Linked DNA regions of Rattus norvegicus: all the other regions are linked to region 2. A link is a contact called in public Hi-C data. All regions are on one chromosome and are shown on one strand. Each heading gives the region's core, a stretch centred on a gene start, on an enhancer-like site or on the middle of the called end of the contact. The rest is flanking DNA. Distances are from core to core; before and after follow the strand shown.

Region 1 (3,931 bases), core at 708-3,207, 250 kb before region 2:
TTCCTTCTCAGCTCGGGGGCTGAGCTCTGCTCCCAAGACAGCTGTGAAGAGAACAGAGGGTCGGGTTAGTAGGAATCTCTCTTCAGGCGTCCAGAGCAAGCACCTGCATCCAAGTATTCAGGCCAGATCTAGCAGCGCAAATAGAAGCAGACAAGGCATAAAACTGCCTTTAGCCAGAAACACAAACAGAAAGAAAGAGACTTCTTTGTTCTCCGTGCTTAACAGGACTTCACCCTTACCCTGGCTGGCTTATCCAACCTGCAGGGAGATTACACACACACACACACACACACACACACACACACAGAGAGAGAGAGAGAGAGAGAGAGAGAGAGAGAGAGAGAGACAGAGACAGAGACAGAGAGAGAGAGAGACAGAGAGAGAGAGAGAGAGAGAGAGAGAGAGAGAGAGAGAAACAGCTAGGAAAGGACTCTTCCAGTCTTCTGAAGACGCTTCAAAATGGAATTTTGAGGAAGTCCATACCTGAGACTTAGACTAGCACAACTCCCATAGATTAAGCTGGCTGGTGGCCACAAGTAAATAAGACAGACCGTCTATTCCTAGCAGCCTTGGAGCCACGTTCCCAACTCAGGATAACCTCCTTAGGGGTACCCACCCCATTCCAGCTCGTGTAGGGGCACAGAATGATCTAGGTTGCATATGGGTGCCTTTTTATGTTAGGCAGAAAGCAAGAACTTCCAGAAAATGCCTGGACACCGAAGAGAAACTGACTTTACAACAGTCACTGCAGGTGGGAGATAAGTGGCCACTCAAGGAAGAGAAGGTACAGCTCAGGGGAGCCAGGGAAGTACTCTGGGTTCAGAATCCTGGGGCCGCACAGCTTGCGTGGGACTTGACACCTCCCTCTGGCCCAACACAGCATCGCTAGCCTCTTTCAATTGACCATTTGGTCGTGCATTTTCTCTTCCCAATTTTGTTCATTTCAAACGATCAGACACATTCCAGGATTTTCATCCCTTTGACAACCTCTCTCTTTGCTTAGGGTCAGGTGAAGACAAAAAGAAGGCACTGACCCTAAAAAAACAGGATGGGAGGAGAAAGAACCAGAAGCGGCCCATACTGTCTAATTCCTTAATCAGGCAGGAATGATCCCGGCTCCCTTCCCAGGACAGGTGAATACTACTGAAATAGAGCTCAGGCTGTTTGAGGATGCCAAAAACCTGCCAAATGAAACCTTAAGTCAATAGTGACAAATTTTAAAGAAAGCATGTGCTTCGCCCTGAAACCGCCTGCGGGGTTACTCAGCGCACGGTTGATCGGCAGGTGATTTCACTGCTCACGTTGTGCCTGCATGACCTGAATAAAATTCCTTGGCTTTAAGCTGGAGTGTTTTAGTATTTTACACATTAGCACACTATCAAGACAGCGTTTGAATAAGCTCCTAAATGCACCATGCAACCCTAAACACACGTATTTCAAATATATCCTTGCCTCAGCTGTAGCCACTCAGCGATACGGCTACAACGTTATTTTAAAGCTATGTGATACTCGGTTGTAGTCAGTTGTATTCAAACAGGAGTTTTATTCCTTTCGCTGGCACACAGAAGTAATTGCAAGGCACTTGCTGCTCCAGCTTCAGTAATTTAAAAAAAAAAAAAAAAGGACAGAAAGAAAAAAGAAAAGTGGAAAACAGAAGCGAGAACGGCGTTGCGCTGAAGCAGAAAGATTCGCAAGTGGCACCTACCTGTTTCTGGAGCTCCTTGGAAAGCCACAAACAGCAGAGAGAAGATCACGGGAAAATAATCCATTCTGCAAAGGGATCAGAAGAAGAGGAGGGAAAAAAAGAAAAAAAAAAGAAAGAAAGAAAACTCGGTTGCAAATGGAACTCAATGCAAAACGAAGAGGACGGTGTCTGGTTGCTCTGATCGCCTCTGGCTTTTGGAGATCTCAGCGCGGTCTTCAAAAAGTGGCCCCTTCACCGGAGCGAAAGCGTCGCGGGCAGCCCGGGAGGCAGCGCTCGAGGACAAGCGGAGCAGACCCAGTCAGGCTCTCAGCGCCAGTGCTGGAACGCGTCTGGCTCGGACAGCTCTCCGCCGGGCTTTTTATATTGAACCCCTATAGAGTGGGGGTAAACAGCTCCGACTTTATTCCAGCCCTAAACAATGTTATTGTGTGATTAGTCACCCACAGGCAACGTGCAGCCGGAGATAAGACCCGGCTCTAGAGGAAATCACGGCTAACTTCAGAGGCAGACGCCCGCCGTCTGACAATCCAGGGGCAGGGCTAAGAAAAAGAAAACACCCACTGGACAGAGACCTCTGCAAAACCTGCACCGAGCGGCAGCCCGCTTCCCCTTTTGCTAGCTGCCAGCCCCAGAGTTCAAGAATCAAGAGGTTCTCCAGAAGAAAAGTCACCCCATTGGAATGAAAAGTATGAAGTACAATTAAATAGATTGTATTGTGCGCGCGGGGGGTGGGGTGGGGGTGGGGCTGATCATTGTTCACTTGATTTTCCTTTTATGTCTTTCTGATTTCTTAGTTGGATTCAAACCAGGGGAGGATCCCCCTCTTCGTTCTTCACTCCCTGCTACTTGGGGTGGGGGCGGGAGGAAGACCAGATTATTTAGGGAGATCAGCTTACTTTTCCAAACTCCCCCAAGTCTTTTTTAAACTGAAGTTCTTCGCAACGGAGGTGCGAAGGATTCCGTCAGGAGCTAGCAAGGAGGGAAAACTAAGGAACAATGATAACAACAGCAATATGGTTTCGTCAGGCACATCCTAGTATCGCCGATCAGAAGGACCCCCCCACTCTCTCCCCCCTCCAAAATTTCCTGTGCCCAGCCTCTCCCTGGGAATTGCACCCCCCACCCCCCCCCACCCCCCGCGCGCGCGCGCGCTATCGGGAAGAATCTTGAGAAATGGCAGGAACGAACACCAGGGGGAGACGAAGAGCTGCAGGGGCTTGTGCTTTAGTAAGATAAAACAATTAAAGCCTTGGCTTCTAAATGATTAGCAACAAGCCGCGGCCGGGCAGAGAAGGGCGCCTCACAGACGAAAGGAGAGGTGACTTCAGGGCATTCCATTATTCCCTTCCCTGACTTCCCAGTCTCCTCCGCCCCACTTTGCTTGCACACTGGGGCGAACCAGTGTCCTGTGCCTGATTAGGAAGCTACAGGGAGAGCGTGGGGAGGGGAGGACTGCCTATGCTGACTGAGTAAGTGGATCAGATCATACCTCACCGTTTAATAACGTGTTTACGTTTTCCAAACAGTTTCCTGTCTATTTTGCCATGAAATGCTCCCTCCCCCGGGTGCCCATGGGTTATTAAGGTACAAGTGACAACATGTCTTCATGAATAAAGCAAAACACACATAAAGCACATTGACTTTTTCAATAAGCTTCACTTTTCAAGGGAGGAAGAGGGAGGACCCCCCAGAATGCCCAAAAGCTGGAAACAACACGCGGGATCCACTCAATGGTTTCCCTATAAAGGATCTAAATCAAGATGTGAGGATGCCACCGCAAAGGTCCCTCTTTCATCCCTCTTGTTCTACTCCGATTTTCCCTGGGAGTAGATGCCAAGAGAGACTCACTTCTAACACGGGACCCACACAGGGACCCACCCCACGCAACTATTCATTTAGCTCTTCAACTCTACAATCAAAAGGCAGATTTGATAGCGATTCCCAAGCTGTGGACAGGGACATGCTTAGGCCTAGTGAGCTCTCTGGAAATCTCGGTAGGGGAGACAACACAGCAGCAGCTTTAGGTCACTGAGAACTCTGTCCCTTAGGAGACTCTGTACTAAGAGCTGGAGACATTGGAGAAGCAGGAACCAGCAACCCTCCCACACCCACACCCGAGGCCCAGGGCCACTGGTAAGCTTCTGCCTCTGCTTTGCTTACCTCAGACCTACCCCGGAGGGTGGGGGCCAGGAGGTGACAGCTACCCCTAGAACTGGGCCCCAACAG
Region 2 (3,681 bases), core at 223-2,722:
CTTTGGAATCAAACCTGACCAGGTTCAAGGCCAGGCTTTACCCCATACTGTGTGGCCTTGTTCAAGGTACTTAAGCTCTCAGAAGAGAAGATCGGATTTCCCAAGCTGTAAAATCAGGAAACAGTATCCACCTCAGATGGGCTAAGGACTAAGGACTAAGCTAAACAATGTAGAAGCTTTGCCTGCAACATGAAAATGCTGAAATATTAATTCCCGGGAAGAACGCCTCCAAGGAAAAGAAAATGCTTCCCAGAATAAGGTGTTTGATGTATGTTTTCACTTTAGCTAAAACGCATAAGGAAAAGGCGACTACAATTAACTTGCTTGCAGCTGTACTCCTAACAAGGCTAAGAGTCGGCATAGCACAAACTATTCACAATCTAACCAAAGAGGAAGACTATGAAACAGGATGGTCAACGATGGATGATGTCTCTTGCAGCACCAGCTAATGACCTACAAAAGATAGGGCTCCTCAGCTCGCTTTACCACAGAGCCATCAGCTCTCGCATTCAAAAAGGTTTTGACTGCACAGAGAATTTAAACATAAAGCTATAAGTGTTCTGTTCCGTTCCGTATTAAAACTAGAGCTTTTAAGCGGTCACAATATTACGAAGTTTTTAAAGCGTGAACTCTGATTGTAAGCCGATCACGTGACCCCCCATCAGCCCCCAGCTTAAATGTAAAATATGCAAATTCCCAACCTGTAACAGCTTTGTGCGACCCGGTTTTGCAGCCTCCACCCCCCTGTCCCTAGCTGTCCAGCCCACGTTTAAATCCGCGGTGAAGTGGTTATTTTCAAAGACGACAGCACCGTAGCGACTAGGACCAGTGATCAACCATTCTTTCTCCAGAAAGAAATACATACTACAAGGTGCAAAAACAGGACAGGATCAAAAAGCGTAAAGACAGTCACAAGGAGAAAAAACATGAATGAATGTGGAGGGCGGAGCCTGGGAAAACCCCTCTGCAACGCTGCACTGAACAAAGCGCTTCGCATGCCAGAAGGAGGGGGGAATGGAAGTGCCAGCTCCGGAAGGAGCCTGGAGTGGATGCGGAGAGCAGGAGGAGGAGGAGGACAGAGTCGGCGAGAGCGGCAGCCTTGAGACTCCTCCTCGCGCCAGCCTCGCCACAGCCCCCTCCCCTCTCTAGCCGCAACTCCTGCTGGAGCCCGACCCGCAGCGAGCCCGAGCCGCCCCGCGCCCCTACCCACCGGCCCCGACCCACCAGCGGCGGGCGCGCGCCCTACCCGGAGAGAAACTACCCAGGTGGCCCGGAGTAAAACAGGCACTCCCGGCAAAGAACGAAAGGGAAAGCGAGCCACAAAGCCGGGAGGTGCGGAAGCCGCGGCCTGGTCTCCCGCAGCCCCGCCGAGCCCTCCTGCGAGAAGCGGCCGTGGCGACCGGGAGGCCGGCCCTCCGTACCTGCTGGGCTCGCAGGACCGCAGCTCCCGCCGCCTGCGCGGCCAGGACCCGCCGAAGTGGCAAGCGGCTCCCGCACGCAGCATCCCCTCCGCAAGGTCGGCGCCGGCACACGCGCACACACTCACACGCACACCCGCGCGCCCGCCCGCCCGCCCGCCAGGGGGAGGTGGTCCCGGCCCCCGCCCCCCGCGCCGCGCTCTCCCGGGTGCAGCGCCCCCACCGCCAAGCCCGGCCCGCACCCGTCGGGAACTGCGCTGCACTTGACAACCGGGACACAAGCAGAGCCTCCTCCCGACGGGCACTGAGGCGCGAGCAAGGCGCGGGAGGGACCGAGTGGAACCCGGCGGGAGAGCGGCCTTTACCTCTCCCGGGTGTCCGTGAGGACCGCTGGCAGCGCGAGGGCGGCCAGGGCGAAGGTCGGCGGCTTCCCCGCGCGTGGGCGGGGCGGCAGGGGATCCCCGGGGGCGGCGGGGCGGGGGCTGCGGCGGGAGGGCGGGCTCCTGTGAAGCCGGCCCGGGGCCCCCTGCCGCCCCGCCCGCCCGCCCGCCCGCCCGCCCGCCGGCCGCAGGCCCCGCCGCGGGGACCCAGGACGCAGGAGGAGGCGCGGCCCGAGGGGCGGGGCGGGGCGGGGCGGTGGCGGAGGCGGGGCTCCGCGGCCCGGGGAAGCCCGGCCGGGCCGCAGTCGGGGGCGGTTGGCCCGAGAGGAGGGGCGGGGCCGGGCGGGGCCGGATTCTCTTTACCGTCTTTTGACTTTCTAGAGCAGGCTGTGGGCCGGCCCGGTGACGTCATGGTGTCTCCCAGCCCCGCCCCTCGCCCTGGCCCTGGTAGGGAGGAGGAGGACCCGGGAGGGAGGGGGGACCCCAAGGGGGTTTCCTCAGCTCCGCGTAGAGGGAAGGGGAAATCATAGTGAAACTTGAAACTCATTAACTTTGAAAAATAACTTTGAAAAAAAGAGAGAGAGAAAGGGGGCTGGGGTGTTGACTTGGAGGGTCAGAGGGGACATGTTATTAAGCCCTGAACTGAAACCACTCTTTTGGTGGCGGATGTTCTATTAAAAGACCGAGGAAAGCCAAGGTTATTCCGGAGAGAGCCGGTGCTTCCCAGAGCCTAAGCAACAGCGAGCGCTGTTAACCCCTCCTTGACTGCCTGTCAGCTGGGGACTAACCCGCGAGGGAACTTTGGAAGCCGAGGAGGGGGTGCGGGGCGGAGCCACCCAGCAGGCTTCTGGAACTCTGGGGGAGTGAAATGGAAAGACAGACTAATTTATTACAAACCAGAGTTTGACCCCGGCTGCTAGAAAGCGTTAGAGAACGGGAACTGGAAACTTCTGGAAATATCAGGGGAGCTGGATCTGGGGAGCGAAGCAGGTTTTCAAGGGTAGATAGACATGAAGAATACTAGCAGTTTGAACTTCAAAATTCCACGCATCCACAAAAGAGTCTGCAGAAGGGACGGATTTAACGGGTCACCTCAAAGTTGGAAAGGATAAGGTGTAAAAAAAAAATGACGCAAAACAAAAATATTCTTTGTTAAATGATCATACGCCCACTAACAGCTGACCATCGTGCAAACTTGTTTTGCTCCCTTAGGCTTTCAGAAAGATGGTCGTTCCTACTAACGATTGACCCTTAAAATCCCCCGAGGAAGTCCTACCTCTAGCTTGCTGGAGCTAAGAAAAGCTCAAAGCCCCGGAATGGAAATTATTAAAAATGGAATACTCAGTAATGGCGAGCTTAGAGCCAAAAATAATGTTTTGCAAAGGAAAAAATATGCCTACCAAAAAGTAAATTTGGTCACAGGAACAAAGATCATGCAGCTAGAAAGGCTGGATGGTGGGTAATACTATGTTAGCCTTACAATGAAATAGTGACGGTTTAATTTTCCAGTAGGATATCATCTATTTTATTAAATCCCAATTGGTAGGAGTCACGAAAAATATAATGTAGTGCCCCTCCCCCAGTTGAGCTGTTTGAATCACAAGCTAAACATGCAGCCATAGCTAATGTGTTAGGATAAAAACACAGTCTTCATAAGTCGAGGTTTTGTTACTTGAAACGGAAGGGGGAAAAAGCTAAGTGCCACAGTGGATTTTTTGACTCAATAGTTGCTGAAGACAACAGAAATGAGTCCGTGAACCCAGTGTGTCTTCGCGATACAGCAATGCTATGAGCGTTTGGGCAAACTGCATATCTGGTTTTGATTTGTCATCTCACTGTTTTCTTGAGCAACAAACCAGTATTAAAACTTCTCTCTGAGACAG
Region 3 (4,190 bases), core at 486-2,985, 220 kb after region 2:
GGGGGTTGGGAATTTAGCTCAGTGGTAGAGCGCTTGCCTAGCAAGCGCAAGGCCCTGGGTTCGGTCCCCAGCTCCGAAAAAAAGAAAAAGAAAAAAAAAATAGATTGTCCTCTGGTCTCCAACACACATGTGTACAAATGGAGATACCCTGTGTACACAAGTGTAGTTCCCCGCAACACACATTTAAAAAGTTTACAATCGTCCTTAAGTACAGGAGTTCTGGGACAACCTGGGTCTATTTCACAAATTAAAAACCAACAGCAGCAGCAACAACAAAAAATCAGATAAATCAACAACAAAAGTGGCAAAAACTCCACCTGATGTCATTGCTGGGGACAGATATGAAATGAAAGCGGCTCTGGTCATTCATCCAGGGATATTTATCGTTGAGGGCTGGTCTGTTGCTATGTATTGTAATGCTAAACCCTGGCTTACCTTAGGGAAAGTCTCACGTGCTCCAAATGATGCCATGTAACTTTGCCCTCCCAAGTATTTCTGATTGGTCAATGTCCTAGCCAGGGTTTCTATTCCTGCACAAAACATCAGGACCAAGAAGCAAGTTGGGGAGGAAAGGGTTTATTCAACTTACACTTCCTCATTGCTTCGTCACCAAAGGAAGTCAGGACAGGAACTCACACAGGGCAGGAACTTGGAGGCAGGAGCTGATGCAGGGGCCATGGATTGCTTTCCCTGGCTTGCTCAGCTTGCTTTCTTATAGAACCCAGAACTACCAGCCCAGGGATAGCACCACCCACAATGAGCCCTCACACCCTTGATCACTAATTGAGAAAATGCCTTACAACTGGGTCTCATGAAGGCATTTCCTCAACCGGGGCTCCTTTCTCTGTGATAATTCCAGCCTGTGTCAAGTTGACACACAAAATCAACAAGTACAGTCAATAAAGATGCCCACAGTCTATAGCTGGGCATGTCATTTTGGCCCTAACATCGTTATGATCTTTAGTGTTCAGAGAACCAACATTAGTAAACCGCTCAGAGCCATGCTTAGCCACAGTGCTGGAGAAGCAGGAGACACTATTGTTATTTGCAGTTTTAGCCCTAGCCAGCATTGCTTCCATGTCCTGGATTGCTCTCTCCGTAGTGAATGGTTTTCTGTTTTAAGTGTGTGTGCCTTTGCCAAATTCATAGAGTGAAATCCTAACTCTCTGAGTTGATGATATTAGTCACAGGTACGGCTATAGACAAGTCCTGGGGACATAAAGACAGAGCCTTCTCAGGATTCTGGCCCCAAAGGTGCCCAAAGGAACTGTTCTGTTTCTTTCCCATGAGAGGTCATGGTGACAGGATTATCTGTGTTAAGTAGAAAACAAACCCTTACCAGACACCAAACTTGCCAGCACCCCGGTCTTAAAAATGCTAGCCTCTAAAAATAGGATAAATAAAATTTCTTGTTTATAAGCGTACAACTGTGTAATATTTTGGTACAACATTTCCGACAGACTGGGAAGCGGTTACCCTGCAGGCCTGCTGGCTCAGGGCCACTGTCCTCCTCCGGCCTATGAGTCTGAATGTTTGGTCCAGTTGACTTTTCAGAGGGAGAGAGTCATGTTCTGGCTTTATTTGGGTTCCCATAGCTCCTTATGGCTCTCTCTCTCAGTTCTTCTAAGCCCTGGGGAAATGGTGAATAACGTCAACTGCAGACTTCCCTAATGCCTCCAGGGGCATTTCTCAAAGAATTTGCTCACCCCTCCGAGTTGCCCAGGGAAACAAACCAGTGATGTCACAAGGCATGACGCTTGCAGTTCTCCTTAAGTCCCCTTCTGCACAGGTGGAGGTAGGGACCTGTCCTTTTCTCTCCCAATCCAATTATGTCTTGTACTCCCCAGCGCAGTACAGAGGCCCTTGCTACCCCTGACATATACCCACGACCAACCATGTCTACACTCAGGTATGATGGCTTGCCAGCGGTGGATGTCTCTCTCCTTATGCTTCTTCCCTCCGGGAACAAATGCAGGGCGGATGAAATGTCTGGACACCTTTCTGTAGTGTAAGGGGAGCGGGCAGACCCAGACTCCTTTGAGCCTGTTCTCAGAGGATCAAAGGCTTTTCTCAAGCTTGAAAAGGCCTCAGAGATTTCACAAGTAGAATGACTACACCCTATTTCCTTTCTTCCGGCTATAAACACATCCAAGTCTGTACTTCCTGGTTTAAAAGGACCCTCCCCTTCTTTGCTGGGACGCTGTTGCTACCTAACTCTGACCTTTCAGCCAAATGAAAAAAGAACAGAGGCATGACCTTTTACCTAGATGGCATCTGTAACCGGTTCTTTAGCAGGCTAAGCCCTCTGTTCAAAGTGCAACTTCCTTGCTCTCCTCAAAGCCCTGTTTTGAAATGGGTGCAAACTGTCAAGTTATCTAAACGTGGATATCTCTGAATTCCGTACTTGTGAGGAAAGGTGCCTCAGAGCGAAGCAAAGTCCAGCCTGTGTTGAAATGCTCATCCCCAGAGGGCTTTGTTTCTGCAGCTCCGGTGTGAACAGAGTGCAGCTGTGACTCCCAGGACCGAGTGAGAGCAGAGCAGGTACACCGCCACCACCTTCGTCGTCGTCGTCATCGTTCTGATCCACGGAAACCATGACGAAAACAACTACTTGCTTGTATCACTTCGTTGTTTTGAACTGGTACATTTTCCTCAATTATTACATCCCACAGATTGGAAAGGATGAGGAGAAACTAAAGGAATTCCATGACGGTGGACGGTCCAAGTACTTGACACTCCTGAATCTGGTAAGTTCATTTCTCCACGTCTAGAACCGAGTTCTGATCACTAACGGGAGAGTTTTCCCACACACCACTTTACTGAGCACAAGCCCCCCACCCCCGTACGTCTTCCTTCTTCATGATTGGTGAGTTTTGGGCTTCCCCTGATCACTAGTAATTTGGAGACTCTCCGTAGCTCCTGGGGTGTCTAACTATTAAATACTCTTTTACAAAGACTCTTGGAGCCCAACTAGGGGACCACAGGCTTGAGTACAAAACACAGGAGAGATTTTTGAACCTTGCTCGGGAACGTCTGTGAGAAGAAGGCAGTGTCGAATGTTGAGTAGGAAGTGTGACTCCCAGTGGAGGAGTAATGTTATTTGACAGCACACACCGACTCACAGATTTATCCAAGAAAAGCAAACACATTTTGCCACCTTCCTCTCCCACCATGATTTTTTATAGGCTCAAGTTTCATCTGAGAGGAGAGATCACCCGAGCCAACAGCCAGTGCACAGTTTCAGCTATTACAGATAAAGCAAAGTGAAAACCAAACTTATAGCTTAATTCCCTGATGTCTTCCTAACCTGGCTGACCTTGTGCTAATGGACAAAGTCTGGATGAGTTGAAGAAAACTGCCTTGAAAAAAGTATTTTAGGGGGCTGGAGAGATGGCTCAGCGGTTGAGAGCGCTGACTGCTCTTCCAGAGGTCCTGAGTTCAATTCCCAGCAACCATGTGGTGGCTCACAACCATCTGTAATGGGATCTTGGTGCCCTCTACTGGCATATGGGCATATATTCAGGCAGAACATTCATAATAAATAAATAAATAAATAAATAAATAAATAAATAAACAAACAAATAAATTAAATAAATAAATCTTTTTTAAAAAGTATTTTAGGAATATACTTTTAAAGTTAAAAACTAAAAATGGAACATCCTTCAGACATGAGGATTGACATCTGAATTTTTGTTGTTGTTGCTAAAATACACAGTTCTGCAGGGTGGTGGTGGTGGTAGCCATTAACCCCTGCAGAGGCAGGAACAGAGGTGCAGAGGGGCAGAGGGGCAGAGGGACAGAGGGGCAGAGGGGCAGAAGGGCTGAGGGAAAGAGGGGCAGAGGGGCAGAGGGGCAGAGGGGCAGAGGGGCAGAGGGGCAGAGGGGCAGAGGGGCAGAGGGGCAGAGGGGCAGAGGGGCAGAGGCAGAGGATCTCTGAGTTTGAGACCAGCCTGGTCTACAGAGTGAGTTCCAGGATAGACAGAGGTATACATAGAAACTTGTCTCAAAAATCAAAAATAGGTAAATAAATAAATAAATTAGTAAATGTAAATTTAAAATAAAATATACCCAGTTGTAAAATTACCTGGTGTCAGGAAGCTGCAAAATATTTCCTGTTCTCAAGATTTATTTTTATTTTGACTTTATGGGCATGAGAGTTTTTCTTGCATCGCCTATGTGCATGTGTCTCC

The links. A called contact is a pair of places that touch in the nucleus more often than the background predicts.
Region 1: a contact with region 2 is called in a Hi-C map of liver, with 4 times the contacts expected there. The contact joins the promoter of Edn1 here to the promoter of Hivep1 in region 2. A contact is called at or near these places in 5 of 12 Hi-C or Micro-C datasets (Schwann cells, kidney, liver and 1 more).
Region 3: a contact with region 2 is called in a Hi-C map of liver, with 6 times the contacts expected there. The contact joins the promoter of Adtrp here to the promoter of Hivep1 in region 2. A contact is called at or near these places in 5 of 12 Hi-C or Micro-C datasets (frontal cortex, liver, mammary epithelial cells and 1 more).

The regions. Positions count from the first base shown.
Region 1 is chr17:22,664,730-22,668,660 of GRCr8, forward strand. Edn1 (endothelin 1) reads right to left here and starts at 1,958. Exons shown (of 5, transcript NM_012548.2): 1 at 1,706-1,958; 2 at 1-41. The coding sequence starts at 1,769.
Region 2 is chr17:22,915,724-22,919,404 of GRCr8, forward strand. It overlaps Hivep1 (HIVEP zinc finger 1), which reads right to left and starts at 1,473. Exons shown (of 9, transcript NM_001105751.2): 1 at 1,422-1,473. LOC108348545 (a long non-coding RNA gene) reads left to right here and starts at 2,237. Exons shown (of 2, transcript XR_005495726.2): 1 at 2,237-3,681.
Region 3 is chr17:23,134,074-23,138,263 of GRCr8, forward strand. It overlaps Adtrp (androgen-dependent TFPI-regulating protein), which reads left to right and starts at 1,736. Exons shown (of 7, transcript NM_001395610.1): 1 at 1,736-1,909; 2 at 2,486-2,747. The coding sequence starts at 2,595.